Regions from separate parts of the Mus musculus genome. Here region 2 is linked to region 1. A link is a contact called in public Micro-C data. All regions are on one chromosome and are shown on one strand. Each heading gives the region's core, a stretch centred on a gene start, on an enhancer-like site or on the middle of the called end of the contact. The rest is flanking DNA. Distances are from core to core; before and after follow the strand shown.

Region 1 (2,547 bases), core at 22-2,521:
CCACTACTCTAGCAGCATTCTTAAGACTCAGTAGCTCTAGTTCTCTGTGTAGTGCCATGATGGGGCTGGACAGGACAGATCAGGAAGAACGACATCACTCTGGAGACTGTGGAAGAAGGACAGAGGAAACCTCAGAGAGGAGGGGAGTGATGATTCCCAAGGAATTACCTGTGGCAGGGGAGGGGACTTTTGCTCCTTGCTATTGTGCCTTTATGTGAGGTGTGTACATGTGTACGTGTGTGTGTGTGTGTCTGTGGTGTACACGTGTGGTGTGTGTATGTGATAGGTGTGTGTGGTATGTAATGTGGTATGTGTGTAGTGTGTGTGTGTGTGTGTGTGTGTGTGTGTGTGTGTGTGTGGGTGGTGTGCATATGTATGTGTGTAGTGTATATGTATATGAGGTGTGTGTGTGTGTGTAGCATGTGTAGCGTGTGTGTGTGTGGTATACATGTAGTGTGCATATGTGTGGTGTGTATGTGTGTGGTGTGTGTATGTGTGTGTGGTGTGCATATGTATGTGTGTAGTATATATGTATATGATATGTTTGTGTGTGTGTGGTGGGTGGTGTGTGCGTGGTATATGTATGTGTGCGTACAGTGTGTGATGTGTGTTTGTATTCATATACTTTTGGGCTCACATGTGTGCAGGCCTAAGTATAGTTTTGTTGACGGAGAGTTTAGTGCCTTCTTCAATCACTTCCTACATTATTTGCTAATGCTCATCTAGGACTCATTGATTAGACAAGTCTAGCTACTCAGCTTGCCCCAGTGATCATCTCTCTCCACGTTCTGAACTCTAACTCTGGGATCACAGGCTGCTGCCCGGCTGCCACCTCTGCCCAGCTTTTTACATTAGCGTTAGGGATTTGAACCCTGGCCTCCACACTTGCACAGTAAGCCCTCTATCCATGCCACCATCTTCCCAGCCCATATTATGCCTTCTTCATCCTCCTACCCTGCACTAAGTCCTCTCTTCACCTCCTCCTCCTGAAGTCCCTGCCTCCTTAGGGGCTCAGGATAGGCTCCCTGCACCTTCAGACTTTAGTCTCCCCTCTGACCCCAGGAAAATCTAAATGGCACTGCCTCTTTCCCAACCCTCTTTCATTGTGCTCTAAGTTCTTTGGGGCCATCATTTAACTCCACCTGGTAATTATGAGAGTGCAGATTGCATTAATCATAGTCTCTTTTGCCCAGTCACGGTTCAGGGCTGGATAATGGAGGAGAAAGGGAGGGGAAAGGATCAGAAGCAAAGGAGCTAATCTCTTCCTTGTTTCAGGGAAGGGACTGCCCAGGACTTCACGGAGAAGGCAGAAAGGGCCCAGCCCAGCCTAGCCCAGCCCAGCCCAGCCCAGCCTCTCACCTCCAGCAGCCAGTGCCAGCTCTGTTTTGCAAACAGCTGCTGTGGAGCTCAGTGGCAGGCAGGGGCCACAGCAAGGCTTCTGTGCTTCGGCTTCTGACCCACCACGTTCAGAGTGTGTCCTTAGCCATGCTGTCATGCTTGTTACCTCTGTGTGGTAGCCTCCTCGGTCCTTGTATCCACAACACCCAGGGAGCTCTGCAGACTTAGTGAAGTAGGTGCTGCCTTGCTTCTGTAGGTTCCCTACAGAACCAGAGAGGAACATCAAACTTTATTTACCTAAACATAAATTAGAAATGCCGGGCCGGAGAGATGGCTTAGCGGTTAAGAGCACTGACCTCTCAATAGCTCCCTGCTAGGCTTTGTGTTCTATTTCCCTTCATTCGTTTGTGTCGCATGAAGATGGTCCCAAACTCAGTAGGCTGAAGCTGTGACATTTATGGCTCCCAGATCTGGCTGATAGCTCTGCTGGTCTAGGATAGACTCACCCCGCAGCTGCATTCAGCTGGACTGGACAAAGAAGAAAGTCCCACCCACATGCGTCCGGTCTGGGTGCTGGCTCCAAGCTGAAGCACCTGGTGACCCCCACATGGATTCTTACCCACCAGCCATCATACCAGATTTCCCCACAATGTGCTGGGCTCAGGATTCCCAGGACAGTGAAGCTTCTAGGACTCTTACAGCATGGCCATACCTGGTATAGCACTCTCTGAGAGAAAACAAAACTCAAGACCACTCGGGCTCCAGGGGAGAGAAGCAGGCCCATGTGTGGAGTAAAGGAGTCCTTAGTCCTGTTGACCAGCACCTGGGACAGCTCAGCCCTTCATCCCAACCTTTCTTTGCTTTGAGAGAGCAAATGAACCTCCTGGAAGCCTCTGCACATGGCTACTGTGGACACATTATGAACGCAGTGGATCAGCAGTGCAGGCACCAATGCCTGGGTCCCTGGCTGTCCCTGAGCTAGGGAGAAGCTGTTTGCAGAGCACAACTGCCAGAAGGAATGAGGACATATGCCCTCCAGACTGATGCAGGCAGCCCCTGGACAGGGTTGTGTGGCCCTCCTCAGGTACCACTCAGTTCAAGCTGGAGGTTTCTGTCGATTCTTCCTAGCATGAATCTTGTGAGAATTGGCCCACCGGACCTGGCTGTTTTCAGCATAGCATCTCTTAAATTGTTTTTTTTTTTCTTTTT
Region 2 (2,547 bases), core at 22-2,521, 190 kb after region 1:
AAAAGGGGGAGCATTTTGTGTTGATACCTATCTGAGGACACCTCCACAGCGTCTCATGAATGGGACCAGGACTCACCAAGTGCTTGTCTCATCTGTCACCAAGGGTGCACCTATTCCAGGATCCTGAACACATGCTTAAGGCCAGTCTACACTAACCGTTTCTTCTTAGCCTCATTGCCTTCTTCTTTCTCTCTCTTTAACACTTACAATATCTTGTTTCACAGCAGTACATACTGGTAAAGGGTCTGTAATGAGGCCTGCTCAGAGTCCAGCAAGAGCCCAGAGAGGGAGGCAGAACTGTCTGCTGTAGAGAGAATATCTTGTGTAATGTATGGATGCATCACCTGTCAATGAAAAAGCCCAAGACTTAGGCAGGAAATAGAAGGTCGGATATCTGGGAGGCGGGAGAGATTCTGGGATAGAGACAGGTGTGGGAGATCGGCCTGGGAAGATATGAGGAGACAGACATGGTACCTGAGCACAGTAACCAGCTGCATGATAGAATGTAGGGTAAAATAAATGAACAGGTATCTTAGGATATGAATTCTAGTCAGAGTAGAGCCTAGCTATGTGGCCAAGGTATTTGTAAATATATTTTGAGTCTGAGTCTTATTTTGGGAGCATGGGGCTGGGAGGAAGGATTGGTACGTAACTTCTATAGTTTGCCAGCTGCTAATGCACCCTCCTTGGCCCTGGAGTCTCGTCCACTGACTACAGAGTTGTGTACTCTAAGACCGTGGGAGTAAGGATGGACAATCCCAGTCATCTCTGATCCTGAGAGAACTTAAAACATTCAGTCAGTCGCGCTGGTGGGACTCTGGTCTGCTTCGTATGCATCTGCTAGTGGGTAATTTCTCCATGGCATCTGTGCAGGTACAAACAGGGCCTGTTCACATGTTAATCTAATAAGCCAAGTATAGAAAGATGGGTGTTTTGTGTGTCTAGCTTCCTCAAGTCTTTGGATCACCAGCCACATTCCTTGACTCTCAGTCTAGCAGTTGACCAATTAGTCAATCCATCATGGAGGATAGACTTAATCTGTGCCTTGTAGGAGCTTTAGGCTAGACGTTATAGTGACCTAGTTAGTATCAAACTGTTATTCAGTACTTAAGCTGCTTGTGGACCAAAGCAAGGTAGCAATACAAAACCCTGTTCTGAGGTAGGGACCATCGGGGCCGAGATACCCACAGCACCCACAGGGGGCTTCCCAGAGCTGTAGGACCAGGCTGGGTGGTGTGGACAGGGTGGGGTGACAGACAGCTGGAGGGCCAGTCTGGGTGAGGTGGACAGGGTGGTTTGACAGCTGGTATATAAAGTAGGCTGGTCAGAGCTCTCCAGGTGACCACTGAGACTCTTGGATTCTTGCCAAGGTTGCCTGTCTTGCTGACATCATCCTACTCTTTGGCTTCAGACTTCTCATTACTCTTGCTGCAATGTCTGGGATCAGAGCTGGGCCCTCACTCTGAGCTCCAGACCTTTTCTCGGACACCTATGGCATCTTTGCCTAGGACACTTACAAACTCGGTACAGCTAAGCAAGGCCCGCACTTCCCAATCATAGTCTTAGTTACTTTTCTACTGCTGTGAAGAGACAGTGACTAAGGCAATTTATAAAAGAAAGCATTTAATTGGAGATTTGTTTACAGTTTCGGAGCGTGAGTCCATGACTATCATGGCAGGGAGCATGGCAGCAGGCAGGCAGGCATGGTGCTGGAGCAGTAGCCGAGAGCTCACATCTTATTTAGAGGCAGTAGGCAGAGAGAGAGAGAGAGAGAGAGAGAGAGAGAACATTATGTCTGCAGTGAGCTCCCCAATGACAAACCTTCAAAAAGGCCACACCTCTTAATTCTTCCTAAACGCCCCCCCCCCCGCCACTAGGAACCAAGCATTCAAAGATGGGGTCATTCTCATTCAAACCACCACACATGGTATCTCCTCCAACCTTTGAACTTCCGATGATGAAGCCTTCACACTCTAACCTCAACATCACCTCAGATGCCTTCTTCTGGATTCCATACGGTCCCTAGATTCTGGTGTCTGTATGTGAAGTAGTCAAGGGCTCAGAATGGCTTCTCTCTCCCTTTATCCCCTGCATCCTACCCTCCAGTGTTAGGGCCACTGGGCATCTTTCCACATGGTTGTTCCTGCAGAGCCCACTGTGGCTCTTACCTGCAGTGTTAACTCAGCCTCTCTCTAACTTGCCCAGGTTCCTTCACTTTCTGCTGCCTATGGATTCTACCCTTTGTCTGATCCACCTGATCTTCAGAAATGAGTGCTAGCCCTGCCTGGTGAACCTCTGAGGTCCCTGCCCTGGCACACCATAGATGGTTTCCATAATACCATATCAAGTCTCTTCTTGACTTGGTCCTGGAGCAATGCTTTTGTCCACAGTGTTGGCCCCTGTGGACTACCCTAATGTCCCCTCTCCGTGTCCCCTGCCACTTTTACACCTGAACAAAACCTGAGTTTTCCAGGCAGTGTCTGGGAGTACCTAGGAGCACCGTGCCTGCTGGCTTACACCCAGCTCTCTGAATTTGCCTTACTGTTG

What was found. A called contact is a pair of places that touch in the nucleus more often than the background predicts.
Region 2: a Micro-C map of the AtT-20 cell line shows a contact between it and region 1, with 6 times the contacts expected there. The contact joins two enhancer-like sites. A contact is called at or near these places in 4 of 39 promoter capture datasets (the C10 cell line, hippocampal neurons, liver and 1 more), 7 of 15 datasets of contacts at CTCF or cohesin (CD8 T cells, the NIH/3T3 cell line, embryonic stem cells and 4 more), 189 of 484 Hi-C or Micro-C datasets (the 4T1 cell line, the 63-12 cell line, 8-cell embryo and 99 more), 22 of 115 datasets of contacts at active chromatin or transcription factors (the 230-238 cell line, CD8 T cells, the NIH/3T3 cell line and 15 more) and 4 of 9 other capture datasets (adipose tissue, embryonic stem cells, embryonic tail and 1 more).

The regions. Positions count from the first base shown.
Region 1 is chr4:119,913,095-119,915,641 of GRCm38.p6, forward strand. All of the region lies in intron 1 of Hivep3 (human immunodeficiency virus type I enhancer binding protein 3), which reads left to right. Among named protein-coding and RNA genes, the nearest start is that of Hivep3, 100 kb to the left of the region's middle. Within about 2 kb of position 1,272, at least 12 of the 459 cell types and tissues checked have an H3K27ac peak or open chromatin away from gene starts, as enhancers often do. A contact at or near this core is called in the AtT-20 cell line, where this site is marked.
Region 2 is chr4:120,105,245-120,107,791 of GRCm38.p6, forward strand. The region is part of intron 5 of Hivep3 (human immunodeficiency virus type I enhancer binding protein 3); the gene reads left to right. Among named protein-coding and RNA genes, the nearest start is that of Gm36215, 32 kb to the left of the region's middle. Within about 2 kb of position 1,272, at least 4 of the 459 cell types and tissues checked have an H3K27ac peak or open chromatin away from gene starts, as enhancers often do. A contact at or near this core is called in the AtT-20 cell line, where this site is marked.